Regions from separate parts of the Sus scrofa genome. Here region 1 is linked to region 2. A link is a contact called in public Hi-C data. All regions are on one chromosome and are shown on one strand. Each heading gives the region's core, a stretch centred on a gene start, on an enhancer-like site or on the middle of the called end of the contact. The rest is flanking DNA. Distances are from core to core; before and after follow the strand shown.

Region 1 (6,190 bases), core at 2,248-4,747, 200 kb after region 2:
TAAATACTGCTGTATCTATTAACAAGTTGAACTTTCCCATAAAGAAAACTCTAGGCCCTGATGGCCTCGCTAGTGAATTCTAACAATCAAGAATAAAAGGGGTCAGGGTGCGTTCCTGTCACGGCGCAGCGGAAACGAATCTGACTGGGAACCATGAGGTTGCGGGTTCCATCCCTGGCTTTGCTCAGTGGGTTAAGGATCCGGCATTGCCATGAGCTGTGGTGTAGGTCGCAGATGCGGCTCGGATCCCGAGTTGCTGTGGCTGTGATGTAGGCCAGCAGCTATAGCTCCAACTCAACCCCTGGCCTGGAACCTCTGTGTGCCGCAGGTGTGGCCCTGAAAAGCTAAAAAAAAAAAAAGAAAAAAAAATCCATCAATGTTAAGTAACATATTAATTGACTAAAATAAGGAATATGTTTATCTCAATAGATGGAGAAAGCATCTTGGCAAAATTAAATACCCTTTCATGATAGCAAAAACCAGGAATAGAAGGATGCCTCCTTGATCTTACACAGTATAGCTGACCTTTGCACAACACGGGTTTGAACTGCATAGGTCCACTTATGCCTGGATTGTATTCAATAGTAAATACTAGAGTACCACACCATCCGCAGTTGGCTGAGTCTGCAAATACACAACCTCGGATATGGAGAAACGTTATTTACTGAGGGCAGACTACCTGGTGTATGTGGCCTGTAGCTGCACAGAGAGTTGGTACTCCTAACGCTCACGTTATTCAAGGGTCAATTATATAGCTTTTTTTCAAAAAAGCTCTAGCTAATATTGCACCCTGTTCTTAGTAATAAGGCATGTACATCCATTCTTACCATTTTATTCAACATTGCACAAGATGATCGAATACAGTAAGAAAAAAAGAAGAGACCGAAAAAGAACTTAATCTCCATTTGTTTGTTGCCATCTTTGCTTATATAGAAAATTGTAAAGAATTTCCAGAACAATTACTGCAACGAATAAGTGAATTCAGTAAAGTGTCAGGATATGACATCAATGTACAAAAATCAATTGTAGTTTATATACTAGAAGGAAAAACTTATAAAATGAAATTTAAAAAAAAACAATGCCATTTACATTAAGATCAAAATGATATGATGTACTGAGAAAGCCGTATCACTCTTGTGGTATTTCTGCAAAGAAACAACAACAAAAAAACCCCAAATACAAACCAAAAACATATATATAACCTTGAATCTAATCATCAAGACATATCAGACTAACTCATATTGAGGGACCATCTACAAAGTAACTAGCATATATTCTTCAGTAATGCCAAGATCAAAGAATCAAAGAAAGGCTGAGGAACTATTCCAGATTAAAGGACATTAAATTCTGTCAGGGAAATGCAAATCAAAACTACAATGCGATATCACCTCAGACCTGTCCTAATGGCTGTCATAAAAGAACACACATGACAAATGCTGGTGAGGATGTGGAAAGAAGGGAACCCTTGCGCCCTGTTGGTGGGAATGTAAATTGGTATGGGCCCAACGGAAAACAGTACGGAAGTTCCTCAAATAATTAAAACTAGAACTACCATAGGATTCAGCAATTGCACTCCTGGGTATTTATCTGAAGAAATTAAAACACTAATTCAAAAAGTTAGGTATGCCCCCATGTTCACTGCAACATTACTTATAACAGCCAAGACACGGAAACAACCTAAGCAGCCATCCATAGATGAGAGGATAAAGAAACTGCGGTATATACAGCCAATGGCCTAGGATTCATCCGTTAAAAAGAACGAAATCTCGGAATGGTGACAAGCTGGATGGATCCTGAGGGCATTATGGTAAGTCGAGTAAGTCAGAGAAATACAGATTCCTCATGATCTCACTTACAGGTGTAGAATCTTAAAACAAAAACAAACAAAATAGCTACAGAGAAGGGACTGGTGGTTGCCAGAGGTGGAGACTGAGAGAAATGGGTGAAGGGAGTCGAAAGGTACAAACTTCCATTATAAAATAACTAAGTCATAGGGATGTACAGGCTATACGGCATGCTGACTATAGTTAATTACACTGTATTGTTTATTTGAAATTTGCTAAGTGATTACGTCTTTAAAGTTCTCACCACAAGAAAAAAAAATTCCATAACTATGTGTGGTGAAAGCTGTTAACTGGACTTGTTGATCATTCTGCCATATATACAAATATTGAATCATTATGTTATACACCTGAAACTAATAAATGTCGTATGTGCATTATACCTCCATTAAAAAACAATAAAGGAGATGAAGTTCACATAACAACCAAGTGCAATGAATGACACTGATTTATACCTTAGATCACACAAAAACATTAGCTCTACAGGATAATATTTAGGATAACTGGCTAAATGTGAAAATGGACTATGAATTCGGTAACAGAATTGGATTGGATCAATGCTGAATTTTCTGATTGTGATAATCATGCTGTATTTACCCTTACTTTTAGGAAATAACACTGAAGTATTTGTGGGGCACCATGCCTCTAACTTACTGCCAAATGATGCGTGAAAAAAATATGTGCATGTCTTACATACAGATAGAGAAACAGATCTAAGTACACAAATGGGGCAAAATGTGAACAGTTGATGGACCTGGATAAAGGCTACATGGCACATGGTAGTTCCTTATGCTAGTCTTGCAATGCTTTTGTATTTTTAACATTTTTCCAACATACAAGTGCAAATGAAATGACGGGCCAAGTGCACACGCCCACGGCATTGGCGAAGGGTGCTCCTCCTGGGGAGGCAGAGCGCTACTGTGAACATGAGCCATCGCCCGACAGTTATATTTTCACTGTTAATTCATAGGCTGATTTTCTAATTCACAGTCTGAGCTTTGGTGGCAAAAGCCAGCATTTCCAGAGCTAAATGGGTGAAGAAGGAGCTGCTTGAGGAGGTTCTGGATCTCATTTCTTACTCAAACATCTCCCGAGCACATCCCCTGTGCAATACTCTGTACTACTCTGGCTGTGAAGCCAAGTAACAGGGCCAGGAGGCAGGGCCGACCAGTCTCCACCGTCTTACTAGAGAGAATCCACCCCCTCACTCCACGCTGTTTGGCAAAAGACAAAGTGATATCTTGTCATGTGGGTTTCTCACTTCAACTAGTTGCAAAAACAGGCTCTCCCCATTGGCAATTCTACAGTATCAATTGCCAAAATGTTTTTTTGCCACATGTCCTGTGGTGCAATACGCTGCTGCAACTTTGTTTACTCACCGAGTGATTGCCCCCATTCCCATGAGACACCCCTGAATTCTTCTTAAGATCTCAAAGCCCTCAGAGGAATATCACTCTATAAACCTGAATTTCTTCCTTGTGTACTTATTAACCCTGAAACCAACCCTTAGGACAGCAAATTATCAAATACACGAACCTCGCTTCTTGTTTGCTTATTTTTCCACTAAGCTCATTTGGAGGAGAACGGGCTGTGTGTGGGTGGTGTGACCATGTACCGACCCGTCCTGAGCGGGCACCACAATGACTGCGCTGGGCGGGGCAACATGTGACATCTGTGCTGCTCCCTCCTCTTTGGTCTTCCACATGCTTTCCTCGTTTTCTCCTTTAACTTCTCAACTGGTATTACGCGAGCCCCTTGAGTCACATGCTCCCGATCTAAAATAGTCCCCTGGCTTATCGCCCATTGTTCCCTATCTTCTTCACCTGCTTTATTTTCCTTCTTATCATTACCTGATGATATCATAAATATTGGTTTATTGTCTTTATCTTATCCAGTGGAATAAAAACTCCATTGTGTAAAGTATTTTGTTTTCACTGCTTTATCTCAGGACCTGGAAGAGAGTCCAATATACAGTCAGTACTCAATAAATATTTGTGAAGTGAGTGAATGATTAGATAGTGGTGGAGCAATGTTTTACGTTATGAACACACAGTACAGGTCAAAAGCATGTCTCTGTTTAATACCTTATTTGATCCTTATAATAACCCCGTGAGGTAGACAGAAAAGGTGCTGTTACCCTCATTTGATGCATTAGGAAGCTGAATTCATATACCACTTAATACCAGAGGGACTAAGTGATATGCTCAAGTTCACCGAGCAAAGCACAGGCAGAGTACAAACACATATGTCATGGTTTTCCCAAGCTTGGAGGCCAAATACTTTCCACCCACCTACTGTGCCTTGCGCAGACCTCTGTAGTCTCAGGGTAAGCGGGGAGGGTGGATGGGGATGAAGCAACCTGGGAGCCCTGGGATACTTCTTCCTTCAAAGGAGGAAGTAGTTTATAGTATCTTCTTCCACCTGGGACCCAACATCCCCCTCCATTCCAAGTGAAATGGGAGACTGGGCTGTGGGATGGAAATCCCGTGAAATCAGATTGTTGTGATCATTATACAACTACAGATGTGATAAATTCATTTGAGTAATTAAAAAATGGAAAAAAAAAGTGAAATGGGAGTTCCTGATGTGGCACAATGGGTTAAAGATCTGGTGTTGTCTTTCTGGTACTGTCTCTGGTGGCTCGGGTTGCTGCTGAGGTGCAGGTTCAATCTCCAGCCTGGTTCAGTGGGTTGAAGATCTGGCATTGCAACAGCTGTGGTGTAGGTTGCAGCTGTGGCTCCGATTCAATCCCTGGCCCAGGGAACTCCATATGCTGCCGATGCGGGGCCTCCCCATCCCCCAGAAAGTGAAATGATGAAGCAATGGATGAGAGGGCCGTGGCTTTTGCCTTAAGTCTAAGCCGTGGTGGTTTATCTGATTAGAGGGGGGTGGAGTTCCTTCATTTTTTAAAATTGAGTATCAAGTTTGGGGTGCACCTACCACCTCATAACCAATTTAATATGACAACATAACTGATTCATTCCTAGGAGAACAGATGTGTATATGATGACAAATTCTTTTGTCATCAACACAAAAAATGAAAACTTTAGAATGTTTCGTAAGTATGAAATGGAAACACCTCAATTATCCAACACTACCCAGAAATGACACATTCAAGATGGTTAAGTTTCCACATTAGCAAATGTGAAACCCTTTCAACACCAACCATAACTACTTAACTACAGTTTGACAGAAATCATTCTACCATCCACTGCCTATTTTCAGGCACTCTTAAATTAACATAATTTATGGTTCATTAAAGACCTACAGGCATTATTATATATGTGTTGATATTGCTGTAATAGATTGATACACCACTATTACTACTAACCACCACCACCACAGTGGCGGCAATAACAATATTTGTTGAATGTCATATGACACGCCAGGTGCTAACCTAAGAACTTGACATTTATTAATTTGTTTCGTTTCTGCAGCAACCATAAGAAGAGTGAGCCCCACTTTACAGATGAGGAAACTAAAGCATGGAAATGTTAGGCAACCTGCCCAAATTACAAAGGGAGGGCCCCTGATTTCAATCCACATATGGGAACAAAAGGCAAATACACGACCATAAGGTGTGATTTCAAGACCAAGTCCAGAAATCTCTATTTTCCAAGGGTACTTCTTACTCCCTTGTTGACAACAGCAACAACAGTGTGTGTGCGCGCACACACACACACACGCAGAGTTCACCCATCCTGTCACTGATACGCACCTCTGCTGGCATCATGCTGCCTTCACAAGCCAGGCTCCCCACTCGCACTGAGCTCCTCCCTGTTGGTCCCACTGTCCTGGGCCAACGTCTACTGTTCTCCTGCCACGTGACTGCTTTTCCCCTCCGCTGCCCCCACGGGACCCTCCGGCACCACAACACAGCGCTTGCTGTCTACTATATTCTGCCCCCACCCCCGCCCCGCTTTTTTTAAATTCTCACCATTTTTTCTTATCTCTTTTAGAGGCTCTGTTTTCCCTCCATCTCTTAGGTTTTTCACCACATAGTTTTGGGGCATTATTGCTAAGCAATGGGGCAAACCTAGGGCATCGAGGGCCACTTACCTGAGGCAAGAAAAGCACCTGATGCACAAATTCTAGACACCTTGCTTGCCTCACCCTCGTCCCAGCCTGTCCACCCAACACGAATGTTTCTCTTGTTGCTGTTACGAAAAGGCAAGATCTCTGATTCTAATTTCTGATATTTATTTCAGGATGAATCATCTCCATTTTCTCTCATTCGGGTTCAAGCCCATGCAATTCTTGATCCAAGCATGTCGTACTCCCCTTCAGAAGGCTATAAAACTGCAACCGTTGCAAGAGGGTGGTTTAAATGATTAACCTGATTGTTGGCT
Region 2 (6,346 bases), core at 1,191-3,690:
ATCCATATCACCACTGACCAAATTTTATGTGTTATCCCTACATTATCCCATTCTATCTTTAAAATAAGCATGTGAGCCAAATATGACTACCTCCATTGTGAAGAGGCCGAGAAAGATTTGCCCGAGATCACACAGCGCACTAAAGCAGAGGAACTCCAGTCTCTAAAAATCCATGCTCTTTAACCATACAGCCCCTCGTCCATAGAAGATGGCCTATTCTAAAGTAGAAATTATATATCCCAAGTTAAATTAGCAATATTAAATCCAAATGGATTTGGGAATGAAAAATGCGGTCTTGCCATATCCATAAACAAAGGATCTTGCAGCCATCAAGCCATCACATTACAGCCCTGAGGGAACTCAGGATGGAAAGAGGATGCCGAGCTTCCAGGCAGCAGTCAACTGAGAAGGCACAGGAGGCTGGCCCCAGAGAGCTGAGGTGCTCATCAAGGGAAAGCTCAGTGAGCCCAGCCTCCTCTCCCATACACAGAAAAGCACTCAGTTCCTTAAGAAACCTGATTTTCTTTAATTAACAGAATCTTTTGATGTTCTGACCACCTGGGGTTTTGTTGCAAAAACTCCTATCCATCCTGGCTCCTCACCTATTCGGAGCAGCCTCTCAAGTGGTCTGAGAGTCTTATCTCCTGGGCTTGCCGTCCTCAGGAGGTCTGCCCAAAACATCACTCTTCGGTTGGGCATTTTTTTCAGTCAACAGAATGCTGCTGTCCTTCTAAGGGCTTCTGATGTGGTTTGGAGTTTCAAAGGCACAAGAGCATTTAAAGAAACCTAGGACGGATGCTGAGCCTCATGGTTAAGTAACCCATTTATTGAGTATCTCTTTTGTGAAAAAGCACCTTGAGGAAGTTAAAATCTAGTTGGGGAGATAAAACAAGCAGATGAAAAGTTAATCATTGCCAGATGGGTAACCCGGAGACCCAGCGCAGGGAACAGGCAGTTTCGGTAGGGAGGGTGGAAGAGAGGCTTTCTGGAGGATGTGGGTTAAGCTCGCGCATGAAAGATCCCCAAATGCAGAAATACTAGGTAGAGTATTCCAGATCAAGAAGTGGTGGGAGCTGGAGGAGAAAAGTCACTTTGAAGATAATCCATAAGCAAGATATTGTTTATCTTAATTTTTATGACATCATTAGGCTCATTATGTATCTCCACCGCAGAGAAAGCAGAAGATATGAAAAAAATATACATATACATATATACATCTATAAGCCAACCACCAGAGATTCCTTTTGATATACATTCTTTGAAGATTTATTCTAAACATATTTGTATGTTTCTTTAGACATAGGCATATCTGCCTACATGCATTCAATGTTATATTTACAGATTTATACATGCATATATGCATCTTTATAGGCGAACATATTTATCTATATTTATAAAATAGTAATAATATTTGCGGAACCCAGTGAGAAAGAGCTCAAGGCAGTAAGAGAAACACTTCACAACCACAAGCACAAGATCACCAGCTCTCCTTAGGCACCCCCAAATCCACGCCCAGCGCACACACTAAAATGACAGCGCGGCAGATTATTTAATGACGTGGAAAACATGCTAAGATGTTGACAAAGAAGAGCAGGTGACAGTATCTACTGCATGATTGCACCCATACACTTCAAGATGTATATGCGCGTGTTAACAAAATTCAGAGAAGAAAGACTGGAAGAAAAATCTCAAAAAGGACCTGGGAGCGCAACGCTCTGGTGGCTATTTTCTCCTCTACGCTTCTATGATTTCCCAAACTGTTCCCGGCAAACATGCATCATTTTGTAATCTGCAAACAAACCAAAAAATCGACGCCACCAAACAGAAGCAATATAAAAGCAGACAAATAAATGCAAAACAGTCCTGGGCTTTCTGCTCAAGAGGCATCCTGGGCTTTGTGAACAGCTGAAACCGAATTAGCATTGACCAGAAGACAGAGAAAGCAAAGCTCTGGGGTTTGGCCAAGTCCTGACTTCAAGGCTTTGACGGGTATCTGCCTCGGAGGGGCCCAGCGGGTGGGTCAGGTGTAGGCAGAGCAAGGACGCCTGGGGGGCTGGGGGGGAGGGGGACACCCGGCGCTCTTTTATCAGGCCCCGCCCGCCTGCCCCGGAGGCAGAGCGCCCGCGGTCTAGACCTCCAGGCCAGGGGCTGCCCCGGGGCGTCCGGACCCTTCCCCGCGCGCAGCCGGCCGCCCGCCCCGCCCGTCCGTCTGTCCCTCCGCGGCGTCCCGCGGCGAGCGGGCCGGGGGGCCGCGGGCCTCCGGGGGCCAGCAGGCAAAGCCCTCCGCCGCCGCCGGACGCGAGCAGCTCTGCCAAGTTTCACCTTCGGTGACACAACTTTTCCGTGTTTCTTTTTTCGGCAGCCGCCGCATCACGAGGCTAAGGAGCACACGGGTTTGTAATCAACCCAGCGGCCAGATCGGCGGCGACCGAGGGACGCCGGTTAACGGGACCGGTCGGCGCTCGCGTCCGTCCAGGCCCCCGGCTAGTGGGTTCGCGGCAGTCGGAGAACAAATGCTCCCGGGAAGCAGAGCCTCGAGGAGCGGCGGCCCCGTTTCCCGGAAGGCGGCTCCCGGGGCTCCGAAGAGCCCGCGCCTCTGTGAGCTCCCGGTCGCCTCGCTGTGCAATAAAGCCCCCCAGGGGCGAGGCGGGCACACACACAGAATCACAGGCAGGGGACGCAGGTCAATTCACAATACTTTCCACGTGGTGGGTGAAAGCAGGTTCTGCAGATAGCCGTGGGCATAGTCGAGAACTGCGCTCAGCCCGCCTTCTTTAGGTTGTTTACGTCTCTACTTTGAACGCGAGATAAATATTTTAAGAACTCGATCTGTGTTTACTAAGCCCCCGGTGCAAGAGCTGGAGAAATGCTACCTCCGCGATTTGGAGGGATTTTTGAGAACTGGGTTTCACATGTGTTATGAAACTTACCTACAACCAGGCAATAGACCGGTCACTGTTCATTCTGGCTGTTAAACACAGGTTCCGCAGCACAGAGAGACGCTACGTGAGTCCTAACTTTGAGAACTGTAATTAATATGCTCGTTCAAGGCGTGTGTCTCTGTTAACAAGATATATTTTGGGAAATTTTATCTAACTGAAGGCAGCATAAACAGGGTAAGAAAGAAAGCTCGCATTTTATTTTGCCATTTAAAATGAGTTATATAATGAGTGGTGAAAAGCTTCTTCCATGGAGCTACACTCTAAGGGGGAGACTTCTTTCACTGAAGTTAATGGCAAGGGGGAAAATCCAGAAATGAGACTCCGCCAATGAACCCGGGGTTCCCGAAGGAACCCCAGTCAGTTCATGAAAACCACTGACATCTGTTGACAAGGAGGGGGGCAGAAAAGGAGAGGAGGTGGCGCGGGGGGGCGGGGGGGGGCGTGTGCTGGAGAGAGAAGAGAACAGACTGAAAGCAGATGCCACGTAATGGGGGAAAAAAATAAACAATCAGGAGTTTCACCCAGTCGTGAATTAAAAGGACGTGTAATCTTCAGAACGCAGGTGAAACAAGCTTGCAGACACAGTTCTGGGAAAAAATGCCATTATTTTCAAACTGACAGATGCTTAAATCTTGAAAGTCACAGTCATGGCCAAGTGAGGGTAGATGCCCACTGGAAAGTAAGAAGTCAGAATATCCAAGGCCAAAACGGAAGCAAAGGGCACCCCTCGGGCCTAGGGCAGGACTGGGTTTCTTTCATCTCTGTATGCCCAGGCCCAGTACAATGCCTGGTATGGAAAAGTCATTCGAGAAAGCTGTTCAGAGATCTGTTTGGCTGCACAAAGATCGCAGCCTGGGAGCACTCATGCCTGTATAGGCAAACTCTTCCTAATCGGGCCCACATTGGCAGATGGCAAGTGATTCTGCAAAGGTGGATTAGGAAAGACTCAACTGTGTTGCCTAGGGAGGCGGTATAACACAGGGGTTAAGAGGTAGATTTGAAGTTGATCAAACCTGGCTCAAACCCTGCTTCACCGTTTCAGCTGATTGACCGTACTCTGGTCTCAACCCCTGAGGCTGCTTTTTCATCAGTCAAATGGGAATACGAGTCGTCTGTCTGTCTATCTCGACTAGCTTGAGATACTTCATGTCAATCCCTGGCATATATACAGTCAGTGCTCTGAAAAACTATGATTATAAGACCCCAACCACAATTACTTCTCCAGCCTACCTAGATGTCAGAAAATCAGCCATGGATATTAAGTCCTTGATTCCTTAATTAATTGAAGCCCTGCCTCTGGCAAACTGAAGTTCGGTGCCAGGCACTGTGCTCGTGATTTGCGACCCACTAGCTGTGTGACCTCATCCAAGCTACCTAATCGCCCTACTACGCTTCAATGTTCCCATCGCCAAAGTCCGGATATACTATTCGCTGTTTCATTAGGCTATCATGATGGTTAAATGAGAGCTACATAAAAAGTAATGCAAGCCCAGTAAATAGTGCTCGATGCTGTAGAAGCTACTGTAATAATGATAACGATAGTAATTATGATCATTAATGTTATTCGATGATGAATAAAACATACCCCAGTTTCAAGGAATTTCCTGCCTTGCTTAGCCCATTCAATATACTCCTTCAGGGCCTGCCAATACAAGACCCTGCTGAGTGCCCTAGTGTGGGGCAGGATGGGGGGGTCTTCCAGGAACCCGGAGGATACGGAAAGAAGGGGTCCACCAGGAAAAGGAGGCAGGCTGAACGTGAGGTGGCCAGGTCTCAGAAACCAAGAGCCTGCCTGTTCTGCAGGAATCCATTTCTATTCAGTTCAGTAAAGGGAAAACTAAAATTCCATGACACAAGTCAAAACGGTAGTTGCTTTGAAGGGGGGAGGGGGGATGGTAAGAAAGGAGCACGAGACAAGTTTCTGGGGTGAAGAAACTAGTCCGTATCTTGATTTCGATGCTGACTGCGTGGATGTAAACATTTGTCAAAACTCACTGAGCTGTACACTTAAGATCTGTGCGTGTTACTGTCTAGAATCTTCCATGACACAAAAGGAAACTGGGTTTGCACACTTTTTTTCTTACTAACTCTTTCATAATTTGGCCTCTGACCAGGCCTGCCTTTTACCAGATTTTCTTCTTCTTCCCAGGCCCTACTAATGGGGCCCAGAAAGGACAGACAGGGATGCCTGAGAATTCCTTTGGGCCATCAGGGACTGACCCAACCAAATCTGAGGTCTCTGCAGAAGGCTCAGAGGCAGGCCAAGCAAAGGCCTGAGCGCAGCCCAGTCCCAATGCACCCCCCTCAAGCTTACACGACAAAGCCCAAGGTGCTGCCAGTTTAAAAGAACCAACCAGAACACCTACTACCCTCTGCCCTTGGTCTGCGGGGAAGGTCATTAGCCAGTGAGACCGACACCATTTCCCTTTGAAAATCAATGCGCAGGCAAGTAATTTACAAGGGCAGAGGCATGAGGAGGGCACGAGAACTGTAATCTCAACCTGCGGTCATTGTCTTTGAGGCTTAATGTTTATTACAAACCCAGACCCCTGATAAAACAGTCCCTTCACCTTGCCCCGGTGCCCCAAGAATCAAGAAATTATCTCCTTCCATACAAAACTCCCATTTTCAGGATTAATTCTCTGAGAAACACAGCTGTAGCTTAGAACAAATGGCCGTCCAACTCAAGCAACTGCACCTGCAGGCTGGAGGGGGGGTCAACAGGATTACTAGAGACTATTTCACTTTCTTTAGGAAATTAGCATCATTTACTCGGAAATGCACAACCCTAAGAAACGCTTCAGGAAGACATGGCGGTCACCAAAGGGATAAAATGCCGTATTTAAAAATGTCAGAAATCTGAGACACGTGGGTTGTTCGCACTGGGGCATCACAAACAGAGCGGCTCCGCTGGGAGGTGGGGAGGATGGACTGGGATGAAGCCGCACAGGACGAACCTGAGGTCCACCCCTCAGCCTGTGCCTAGAAATCCCACTGCTGCCATGTCTTCTGGATGGGCCCGATAGGGAGACATAAACTGGTGACTGCAGACAATGATTTATGCAGACGTTTGCCTGCTCTACTAATTGCTCAAACTATCTCATGTGCCTAATAATCTTCGCATTTCAAAGATCACGTTAAGCTTAGCAAGGGCGGCGACATGTAGGAGCCCCTCCACCCGCCACCCTTTAATTCATGGGGGGTTTTTTCTCCCTGAATTGTTTAATCTTGGCGATTATCTTCTATTCCTTTCAAATTTCCCAACTCCAAAAATATAAGCCATAATGAAGCCGACGCTGGAAAGCCCTTTTATTGGATATATTTGAAGAGCTGCAACACATTCTGGTTGTTCCGTGTTGATTGTAATTCCCAGAATGAGGAGTGATTTGAACATAAAACAGCAC

The links. A called contact is a pair of places that touch in the nucleus more often than the background predicts.
Region 1: a Hi-C map of liver shows a contact between it and region 2, with 14 times the contacts expected there. The contact joins two enhancer-like sites. A contact is called at or near these places in 3 of 47 Hi-C or Micro-C datasets (fetal heart ventricle, liver and skeletal muscle).

The regions. Positions count from the first base shown.
Region 1 is chrX:114,118,439-114,124,628 of Sscrofa11.1, forward strand. All of the region lies in intron 2 of LOC110257820 (a long non-coding RNA gene), which reads right to left. Among named protein-coding and RNA genes, the nearest start is that of F9, 97 kb to the right of the region's middle. Within about 2 kb of position 3,498, at least 3 of the 83 cell types and tissues checked have an H3K27ac peak or open chromatin away from gene starts, as enhancers often do. A contact at or near this core is called in liver, where this site is marked.
Region 2 is chrX:113,921,276-113,927,621 of Sscrofa11.1, forward strand. The region is part of intron 2 of FGF13 (fibroblast growth factor 13); the gene reads right to left. Among named protein-coding and RNA genes, the nearest start is that of FGF13, 31 kb to the right of the region's middle. Within about 2 kb of position 2,441, at least 5 of the 83 cell types and tissues checked have an H3K27ac peak or open chromatin away from gene starts, as enhancers often do. A contact at or near this core is called in liver, where this site is marked.